Linked DNA regions of Danio rerio: region 1 is linked to region 2. A link is a contact called in public Hi-C data. All regions are on one chromosome and are shown on one strand. The core of a region is the stretch at or near the end of the contact, and the rest is flanking DNA. Distances in the headings are between cores, read along the strand shown. Region 1 overlaps tle2b (TLE family member 2, transcriptional corepressor b). Region 2 overlaps tle2a (TLE family member 2, transcriptional corepressor a).

Region 1 (5,893 bases), core at 1,791-4,290, 70 kb before region 2:
AAAGTGACATTATATGAAAGCCACGAACGTCTTTAGTGGCAGTCCTGTTGGCGGCTGTTCTTGAATCCGAGACTGAATTACGAGTTACCTGGCAAGTTTCCTGACAGACGGGGGGAAAATTGCGAGTGCGTTATCAGCCACACAAAACCTGAGCTGTGATTCATAGACTGCCAATTCATATCAGTGCAATTATAGATGAAACAAATTGCAGAATGCCATTTCATCAAATTGAATCTCAAATTGAATAAAACCTTGAATAATTAGTCAGTAAGTGTGAGGAGTATGAGGAATACGGGAAATGTCTGAAACGAAACAGCAAACAAACATTATGTACAGCAACACTACACTAGAATCTATTTTCTGTAATATGTATATACTATAATGTCTCAATTATTTCTCCTACAATCAAAGGCGAATTAATAAATATAGACTTTCTCGTTTCTTAATTTTTTTTGTTGGACAATACTTGTATTAAAATTTGCAAATATATCGAAGTCAAATTTGACATAAAATTTGTCAAACATCAAAAAGATCTTAACTCTGTATTGATCGTTGTTTTTACACCTCTGTTTTCCTACAGCTCTTCAACAGTTGTCTTACAAAGAATTTAACTGATACCTACCAAAAATTAAAACAGGAAAGGTTTCGAGGAAAATAAAAAAGCAACCTCAATTGTTCCTCTGTGTGGCTTTGACCAACATATTTTTATGGATGAATTAAACAGAAGTCTCAACCCAAACTTACTACATTTAAATTAAGCAATCTGCACATACATTAGGTCTTAGAAAAGTATTTACATTTTTTTTGTTTTGTTTTGGTTCAACTCTTCAACTTTTGGAGCTTCAAACACATAAAAGTGAAACTGAAAACAAATTAAAATGTTATTTTGAAAATATTACAAAAAAAATTGTACATTGAGACAGAACTGAGAGAGAACTGAATGTGGATTGTGCACCGTAGCTTTAAAAGGTTTTTGCAATTATTTTGGGTGGCTCTAACGGTCATTACCCTAGTTATGCATTATGTTGACATTGAAGTAAGGTTTTTCAAAAAAAGTTTTTTTTTTTTTTTTTTTTTTTTGCTAATGGCACTAATTGAACATGGATTGCAAAGAGAATTGTATGTATTTATTGCATGCAATTATTTGAACATGCGTAAATTTCAAGGTAAATTTCACATACATAGCAAACACATAGAGCAGGGTTTGTCTGCGGACTGCAAGACATTGGCATAGCATATAGGGGCATAACTTGTAGTAGAGACGTTACTTAAAGTTTTGGAGAACCATATGTCAAAACTATGTTGTTGCACTGTATCCATTATTTATTAACATCTACACCTACTCCACATCTAAAACCTACCATCAAAATTATCGATGTCTATACCTACCACAACCCTAAATCCAACCATCACAGTTATTAACGTCTCCTGCCCCAACCCTAAACCCAACCATCACAGATATTAACGTCTATACCTACTCCAACCCTAAACCCAACCATCATAGTTATTAACATCTACACCAACCCCAAACCTAAACCCAACCATCACAGTTATTAAAGTCTACACATGCCTCAACCCTAAACCCAACCATCACAGATATTAACGTCTATACCTACTACAACTCTGAAGCCAACCATCATAGTTATTAACGTTTACATCTACCACAACCCTAAACCCAACCATCATAGTTATTAACATCTACACCAACCCCAAACCTAAACCCAACCATCACAGTTATTAAAGTCTACACGTGCCCCAATCCTAAACCCAACCATCATAGTTATTAACGTCTAAACCTTCCCCAAACTTAAACCCAACCAACATAGTTATTAATATACAGCTGCAAGTTGCGGAGGCTTTCATAGTTGACGCTCTCACCATTGTACTGTTATTTGCAACCACAGGGGGCGACACAGAGTAGGCTAACTTTGCTGGTCAATCTATGCTTTTTAGAACACTATCGGATTGGTTTAAGAAAGGATGATGGGGGGATCGGAAGAGCAGGCACGAATGGCACTCTCAAGAGAAATTTGAGATCTCATTAAGCGTACACAGCGGCCTCTGGTGGATTTGCAAAATCTGCAAAAAAAAAAAAAAGTTCCTGGGACGTACTTGGTGCTCTGCAGAAATGTATGGGTACGTTATCAAAATGAGCCTTAGGTTGAAATGTTCTCGCATAGGTATTTCTGTCATCTTGCCAACAACATCTCGTTGTGACATCTCGTATGGTTCAACGGGTTCTCGATAACTGCAAGTTATGCCTCTAACTTATTACAAGTTATCCCCCAGTCTTGCAGTCCGCACTTGGAGTGATAGCATATTCTGCGTCTTTCCTGCCGTGTACCGATAATTCTCCTCTATTCTCACTTTTGCACTGACTTTAGCACAGGTAAATTACACATTTTTGAGTGAACCCAGCATTAGTAATTTCCACTGATCCATTTGAAAAGGGGCCATTTAAACAACAATATTCATATAAAACTTTTCAAAAAAGCAATGAAAGTTTAGTTTATAGTTGTTGTGTAAACATGCTAAATTTGACATTTAATTCAGTGTGTTACTTTAAATTTAGTTCATGAAATTTACTAGCTATGTCTGAAAAATCCTTTCTACAACATATTCATTTTAGCGCAGATATGGTTTCGATTTAGTATATTAAAATCGAATCGGTCGACTTCCTGTGTTCATTTACATATTAAAAGCCTTATTCATTTTCTCCCCCTTCCGAACTGTGCTGTATCTTTCTGCGAATGCACATCTATTTACCGTTTCCTTTTTTTGGAGCTCTTTTGACAGCACTGAGAGTGGCTATTTTTAAATCGGTCATTTCAAATTGTGGCTGTTTGATGTAAATGGGGTCATGGCAGATGCGACAGCCCAATGGAAATTATAACGCGCTGGCGTTGCCAGTCTAGTGAAACTATACCAGAATGAGCCAATCGATGTGTCTGAGCTTAGAGGATCACAGCTGTATCCAGTACAGAGCACTGGACAGTCACACGCACTCGCCGAACACAGATTTCAGAAAGAGCCGAGTGTCCAGCGTCACAGCGGGATATGTGTACAAGCGACGGATGGCAAACAGCTGCCGGGTTGAACCAAGGGACACCCATTACATTTTGCCCCTCGTTAGACCGATGAGGACTAATACACACACACACATGCACCCACACACACATACCGCGGCTGCAGCAGGCGGAGAGGCTTTGTTGAACCTCCGCCGCATTGAGCCCTGCTACATCCGCCACATGCCGTGCGCAATCTGCTCCAGACAACATATACACACATGGACACACTCTGGGATTACACACAGACACATCTATACATACACATACTCATATACACACAGATTGGTGGTATAGAATGAGAGTGCGCTAACATGAGAGAGCTTATATAACAATGAGCTCCTGCCGAGGGAATGCAAGAACATTAAGCCATTATGAGCCAAAAGCTCATCACAATCCCGCTGATATCAAGAATAACAACACAACCACAAAAACACAACAGCACTCAAACACCCACTTCCAGATTTGAGCTTAAATACTCAAGCATGCTGCATAAACTACTTGCCTTGCCTCTGCATTTTCAGTGTTTTACCAAAAACAAAACAAAAATTTATGTCAAGTTTGTGTACAATGGACTCACCACTGGGGTGGCAAGGTGGCTCAGTGGTTAGCACTGTCGCCTCACACCATGAAGGTCGCTGATTCAAGTCCTAGCTGGGTCAGTTGGCATTTCTGTGTGGAGTTTGCATGTTCTTCCCGGTGTTGGTGTGTGTTTCCTCCGGGTGCTCCGCTTTACCCCACAGTCCAAAGACATGCATTGTGTGTGTGTGAATATGAGTGTATGCCTGTTTCCCAGTACTGGGTTGCTGCTGGAATGTCATCCGCTGTGTAAAACATATGCTGGAATAGTTGGCGGTTCATTCTGCTGTGATGACACCTGATGAATAAGGGACTAAAGGCCGATATATACTTGTGCGTCAAACGCACGAGTATGCTTCAGTGCAGCCTCCGCGCGGTCGCATAGCCCTCACAATGGCTGACGCATATGCAGTGGGTCACGCCGATCACTCGGCGCAGATGTATAAACCAGGCTTCAGCCGAAGGAGAATGAATAAATGTTTATTCAACACATTTAAGTTTCTTTCACAAGCAAATGTTTTATGCCATTCTTTAAATGAGCTAAAAGAATTATTAAAAATATTTTAACTTCAGTGTTGCCTTACAGCAAGAAGGTCGTTGGTTCGAGCCTCAGCTGGGTCAGTTAGCGTTTCTGTGTGGAGTTTGCATGTTCTCCCTGCGTTTGCGTTGGATTCCTTCAGGTCCTCCGGTTTCCCCCACAGTCCAAAGACATGTGGTACAGGTGAATTGGGTAGACTAAATTGTCCGTAGTGTACGAGTGTAAATCAGTGTGTAGCATTGCCCTCACAGTTGCAAACCGAATACTTTACATTATCGACAAGCAAAAGCAAAACGCAAAGAGGAGTTTCCCGGTGTCATAGCACAAATTAATTCTTCAGCTAATCAAGGGCCCCTTTTTTCCACGGGCCCTGGGGCTTCAGCCTCACCTAGCCATTATGTTAATCCGGCCCTGCTTGCAGTGACAAATTTTCCTAAATTTGATGGAATATTGCTAATATATAGGATCTTACAATAGTATAGATCCAACAAAAACCCAGTGACCTAATAAAAACAGTGACTTGTTGGTTCATGTGGGAGGTCCATCAACTGGCCCCAAACTCACTCACTCTGGCCTTTTGCCTTTTAGATAATCTCGTATCTTTATTTTGTAGCTGAAATATTCTTTAAAAAGTAGATTTTAAAATCTTACTAAGAGTTATTTACACAGCACCATTTTCAACTAAACCCATTTATGTATTTTGCACATTATTGTCACACAATCACAACAGTATTTTGAGGGCCTGAAAACGCTAAATCTACAGTCTTGGCCTGCCTAGTAACTCATTTTCCATTGTTTTTGCAGATCAGTGCAGATGAGGGTCATTTTGACAACATTGTCATCTGTATGCAAACCTTTCAAAAACTCTAAGCAAAAGCTTTTCATTTTCATTACATCTTTGTTGTGTAAACATGCCTTAAGTCTCAACAGCTTTGAAGAGAAAATGAGCTGCAGGTGTCCCGCCTTAAGTTTTTCATTCAGCATTTCCTTTAGGGAGACCATAAACACAACATGCCGACTACCTAAACTATTTCAGCTTAATTAAACCTCTCTATTGCTGGGATGTGTGTACACTGAGGCAATATATTGCTAAACTCAATCAGTGTCATATTTAATGCACAAATCTAAAATTGTTCTCCCACGTAAAAAATGCTACACTACCTGACAAAAGTCTTTTTGTCGATCCCAGTTGTAAGAGCAACAAATATTAACTTTGTTCAGATGAATCATCTGTTGAACTGCATCCCAATCATCACAAATACTGCTGAAGACCTATTGGAACCCGCATAGACCCAAGATTCTGACAGAAATCAGTCAAATTAGGTGAAGGAAAAATCATGGTTTGGGGTTACATTCAGTATGGGGGTGTGCAAGAGATCTGTTAAGGTCAACAGCCTGAGGAATCAAGACATTTGTGCTGCCCATTACATTACAAACCACAGGAGAGGGCAAAGTTTCCAGCAGGATAGCACTCCTTCTCATACTTCAGCCTCCACATCTAAGTTCCTGAAAGCAAACAAGGTCAATGAGCTCCAGGACTGGCCAGCCCAGTCATCAGACATGAACATTATTGAGCATGTCTGGAGTAAGATGGAGGAGGCATTGAAGATGAATCTAAAGAATCTTGATGAACTCTGGGAGTCCTGCAAGAACACTTTCTTTGCCGTTTTAGATTACTTTATTTATAAGTTATTTGAGTCATTGCAGAGAT
Region 2 (5,600 bases), core at 1,021-3,520:
TATATTAAAGAACCAAGTCTTTCTAAAGAATTCAGATATTAAAAACATGCTCATAACAGAAGAGGCGTAATCAAGTCATTGTATGCATGAATTGCACTTTGGAATAAATGAATAGATACTGTCAGAAAGAGATGAGTGTCATGTCATTGACCCATTAATATCATTCCCAAGAATGCTAAAACAATTACACAGCCTCCAAGGACACGGGCTCAGAACCATGATACATTTAAAATAAAACAAGACATCCTGTCTGAAAGAGGAAGACCACTACTGCCCTCTGCTGGCTGACTAGCTGTCAACCCTGAATAAAGACTTTCAAACCAGGTTGAACTAAACCCTCTCTACGTTCACTCAAAGACTATCAGCTTAACAAGATCTTACCAAGAGGGTCAACCCCTGGTTTCCCAGGAACAGGACGAAACTGTGGAGGAACGCTGGGGCCTGGAGTGGACGACTCCTGGGACATGGGCGTTCCAGGCTTCATCCCTGGAGTGCTGGACTTCTCTCTCTGCAAGGTTAGGGAACGCATTTGCACACATTAATTATTCAAGAAACATACATAGCCAATGGGGCTCAAAAAAAAAAGAGCAGAGGTAGTGAAATTCAAGTGAGAACTGTCAGTCTTTGCAGTTTTAGAAAACTGACAGCAAAAGCAAGACAAGGAACAAGCTTTGATATAGAAGAGAGTTTGTTTTTTGCTGGAGAAAGACACTTTGGTAAATGAAAGACATTGCAAGAATCTACAGTTTGGGGGAGGGAAAACTTGTTTGATGTTATAGACCATCCAGGATTTTGAAATTTCACAAAGAATTGTAGGCGAACTCAAGCTAATTTTTGTAAAATTGCTGCATATCTTTGCCATTTAGGACTGTTCAAATTCCTGGCGTGCCAGTTTTACAATTCTAACAATTTTATTCGAGGAACAAGCTTTGATATAAAAGAGAGTTTGCTTTTTGCTGGAGGAAGACACTCCGGCAAATGAAGGGCATTGCAGGACTCTAGAGTTTGTAAAAGGGTTGTTTGAAATTACAGACCATCCAGGATTTCGAAAATTCCACAAAGAATTTAAGGCAAACTCAAGCAAATTTTTGTAAAATTGCTGCAGATTTTCCAGCATATTTTGGGCATTCAGGACGCTTTTCACAAGGTGTGTTTCGCAACATGCATTCAAAACCTGTTTGAACTAAACTGCTAATCTACTCTATATATATATATATATATATATATATATATATATATATATATATATATATATATATAGTATAAACTCATCTGTTGTAGCCTTATCTTCAACACACACACACAATTTATTCCATCAACGCATTCAAATAATCGATAAACTAAATTAGTATTTATTTTCAAACAATTGGTTTCATTCATTAATTTATTTTCATCCACTTTTCCGCCTCCGGGTCGTAAAGGCAGCAGAGAACCCCAGACTTCTCTCTCCCCAGACACTTCCGGGGCGATCCTGTGGCGTTCCCAGGCCAGCCAAGAGTCATAGAGACTCCTCCCAGTTGGAAATGCCTGGAACACCTCCCTAGGTTGGCGTCCAGAAGGCATCTGAAACAGATTTAAAACGCCACCTCATCTGACTCCTCTCCATGTGGAGAAGCAGCGGCTCTACTCCGAGCTCCTCCAGTGTGGCAGAGCTCCTATAAAGGTGCGCCCTCCCACCTTGCAAAGAAAACTCTTTTCCTCCACTTGTATCCGAGATCTGCAGGGGAGCCGTAAGGAGCCGGTGCATAGTGGAAATGGTGGTGATCGAAGGTTACGACCACAACAACCCAATCGTCGGGCACAGAAACTGGCTCATTTGGTTTCATTGTCAAATATTTGTTAGATTAAGAATAGTTTCTCTGATTCTTTTATAGAAATCTCAGTGATCAATGATTCTCGATGTAAAAAATGATAAAGAAGACATGCACATTTGTGTATTTTCAAAAGCAAAAAAGAAATAGTGCAAAATTTGCAGCAAATTTAGCAATAACTCCACCTAGTCGAAAACATTCGATATTTTTGTGAAATCCTGGAGGGACTAATATTATACAAATGCACTGCTCATTTAGAAAAAGAACACATTTGCAAGCATTTCTGAGTAATATATATGTACCGGTGGAGGCTCCTTGCTGCGTGAAGGGGAAGCAGCACTGCTGGAGGAAGCCAGCGAGGTCGGACTGGCCTGGGGCAGAGGCTCCTTACGGGAAGGGGGAAGTTTATCTAATCCGTTCTCTCTTGAGGAGTACGACTGCACGCTTCTTGGCGAAGAAGGGTCCTGAGGGAACACAAAGCACATGATGGATTAATCAGGGAAAGACACGAGTAACCTTGTTTTGGAGTTCTCTCTTTAACACAAACCAACCTCATCAACAACCAAATTGTCATCACTCTTTTCCGCGTCGCTGCCCTGAAAGAGAAAATGCTTCAAAGTTGTGTGTGTTCTTAAATCATGATTCATAAAAGGATGCAAATTTAACACGGGAAGAACGCTTACATAGTCGGTCATAAACTCCTTCTCATCTGCTTTTCTCTTTTTTCCATTGCTGAGGTAGTCTGAAGACCTCCCTTTGTCTCCGTTTGAGAGTGAACTCTGGGAAAAGAGGAGTAAGATGAGAAAATGAGAGTGGAAAGGAAGAATGCTGGAGTGAGAGACAGAGGATGTGCGTGTATGTATGTGTGTGTGTGTGTGTGTGTGTCAGCGAGAAGAAAGAGATAATGATGTAGGAAACGAGGGATAAATCAAATCAGCTCCATAACTGCTGGACCCACAGGCAATAGAGAAGCCTAATGCATGACAGTCTGCACTGAGGAGAACTCAACTAGAAAGAATCAGAGTGAGAGACAGAGAGAGAGGGATAAAAGACAGATACTACAGATACTCACTGGTCCAGGTTCACGGTCTATGGGGATCATGGGAAGAGCAGGTAAACGTCCCCGCGGCCAGTCAAAACAAAGCAAAAAACAAACAATGTGATTATGACAGTCAGACAAAACTGACACTACAACAGACAAAACAACGCTTTGAATTAGCCCACTGCTAATCATACCAAGCACAATCCTTCACTTCCCACCCTGTCATGTCCTATTGTTGAAGTGGACCCTTTTCACAAGACAGTGATGTCGTCTCAGCTACTTAGATTTGTTTTAAAATGTATGTATTATGAATTTATACTTTGTATTACATCATCTTGCTACAAAAAAATAGTTAATGCTTATGCATGGCCTTTCTAATGCAGCATCTATGGACAGGACAGTAAAGTTGGCATAGTTTCTCTGCTCTGGCTGCCTTTATCAGTCTCACACTTTTTTTAAATAACACTATCATGGAGTTTTTCTTTTGTTATTGAAGCTAATTGTAATGCAAAAAATGTATTTGTGATACTGTCCCATTCACAGCTCTCTAAGGTTACCCAACTATGGAGAGTTCCGTCATGGAGGAAACCAGAAATGTGAAAAGGGTCTAAACAAGAACTTTAAAGATTAACTGGTTGGCATTTAGGAGTAGAGTTTACATAACAGCATATGTTGCCTTGTTGATGTTACGCGAGTACTGACAGTATGGTATGTAAGGGCAAAAATTTTATGTTGGCAGATTTTGCTCACATTTAGGTCATGCAGTTTTGTCGTGGTGACTAATAAAAAGCTGCTGAGTTTAAGGCCCAATCCCAATTAAATTTGTGTACCCCTACCCCTTCCCCTTGGCCCGTGAAACAGAGTGTGAAGAGTAAGGGCTTCGAAATGTAAGAAAAGGGTTCTAAATGTAAGAAATAGTACAGCACTACAGCACCTGCACACGTCATCATATGTCATCACGATCTCTTTCTACATATGAGATAGACAATCACGACTGTTGTAGTTATTAAAGTTGCGTTTTTTGGGTATTTATCTTCAGAAAATCCCTGAAGGCAACAATACAAATCTATCATAACAATATAATGTGGCAATAAGATTGTAGCTGTACTGTGTATTTACAATGTGGATATATTCATCAATGTAAACTCATGAAAACAACATTAAAATTATAGCAGCTGTGAAAAGCTCATTCCCAGCCAATATACTTTTCTGACAGGGTATTCGAGTGACAGAATGTTTTGGAACTGCTATACAGGAGTTATTATTATGGTTTATGGACAGCGAAATTTTGCGGTTTTTATTTTAGCGTTTTTTTTTTTTTTTTTTTTTGCATTATGGTAAAACACGAACTGCGTTATGAATGTAGGGGTAAGGGGAAGGTCTAAGGAATAGAATTGGGATTGGGCCTAAAAGTGACTTTAGAGTGAACTCTGCAGCAAGTATTGCTAAACTTTCCACAGAAATTCACAAGAAATTTCACTGAAATGAGACTGAAACTTTTGCAACAAGCCTTCCAAAGTTAACACTACAGCTTTGGCTAGCATACATGTATAAAATCAATTCAGCTGTGTCCATTCTTGCTCCCGAAGGGCCATGGTCGCAACAAATTTCCAGGTAAGTGTGTTAAAGCTAAATTTTGCAGGACGTTTGCCCACCAGGTGCAGGACTGGACACTTGTGCATTAATTGGACAACAACTGTTCTTGGCATTGTGTGCTCACTCTGAAAATTTGATTCCATAATGCAATCCCAGCAATCATCTATTATAACTGCACTATGTTAAGGTAAATTGTCAGTACGATTTTATTTGTTATACCTCTGTGGTGCTCTGCTGCGGCCGCCGCTGCCACGGCCTCCAAATGGGCTCGCTCGTCTTTAGAGGCCAACTGGGCCCCGAGAGCTCCAGAAAGGGCCAGCAGCCCGGAGCCGCCCCCCAAAGCCAATCCTGGGTGAGGCAAACCGGAGGGGTGAGGGGCCATGGGTAACCCCTGGGCAGCATGCTGAGAAAGGTGCTGGGCCTGCAGCTGTTGCTAGAGGGAGCAAGAGGAAGAGGACGATGGAGGAATGACGAAAGGGAGGTGGGGTCAGAGAGAGGGGGGGAAAAAAGATGAAGGGAGTGTGGGAGATAAAAGAGAGCGACACAGAGGCCGAGATGGAAGTGGAGTGAAGAAACAGATAGCCAGAGGAAATGAAGAGAGCATGAGGAGGAGGAGAGAGAGATGAGAGGAAAGGGAGAGAGAGAAAAACACACAACACAGTTAAGTCTTGGAAGTGCACCACAGCCAAAGAGGCTGTTACAAAGGGAATGCATTCATGACCCATTCCCAGTGTCCCGGGAGCGGGGAAGCTCCTCGCACTGGTGTCGACCTGCTCTAACGGATGGGTTGGGGAGCAGCACTGCTACAGCGTTCACTAATGAGCATGGCAAAATAAAGGGAAATTAAAATCACTTGAGCTGAAGCGGGTGATGGCCGAGTGAAAAATAAAAATGTAAAGCAAATAAAAATACAGAAAGTTTTTTTCCAAACTAAATGAAGCGCAAAAAAGTCAATTTACGCACCTTCATATTTTTCCAAACCGCTACTCTGCTAACACTTTCCATACTACATCAGTCCAAACCCACTTAAAACTTACTAGCTCCGAGGTGCTCGACCCTGTTCCTGGAGATCTACTGTCCTGCAGATTTCAGTTGCAACCCATATCAAACACACTTGCCTGTAGTTATCAAGTGCTGTTCAGGTCCTAATT

Evidence for each region. Hi-C and Micro-C count contacts between places; a contact is called where the count stands out from the background.
Region 1: a Hi-C map of embryo shows a contact between it and region 2, with 2.0 times the contacts expected there. The contact joins two enhancer-like sites. A contact is called at or near these places in 3 of 18 Hi-C or Micro-C datasets (caudal fin, embryo and an unstated tissue).

Annotation. Positions count from the first base shown.
Region 1 is chr22:21,577,803-21,583,695 of GRCz12tu, reverse strand. All of the region lies in intron 10 of tle2b (TLE family member 2, transcriptional corepressor b), which reads left to right. Among named protein-coding and RNA genes, the nearest start is that of tle2b, 59 kb to the left of the region's middle. Within about 2 kb of position 3,040, at least 10 of the 62 cell types and tissues checked have an H3K27ac peak or open chromatin away from gene starts, as enhancers often do.
Region 2 is chr22:21,507,566-21,513,165 of GRCz12tu, reverse strand. tle2a (TLE family member 2, transcriptional corepressor a) reads right to left here. Exons shown (of 20, transcript NM_001130604.2): 7 at 4,669-4,882; 8 at 2,884-2,945; 9 at 2,495-2,590; 10 at 2,363-2,407; 11 at 2,114-2,275; 12 at 382-508. Among named protein-coding and RNA genes, the nearest start is that of tle2a, 40 kb to the right of the region's middle. Within about 2 kb of position 2,270, at least 4 of the 62 cell types and tissues checked have an H3K27ac peak or open chromatin away from gene starts, as enhancers often do.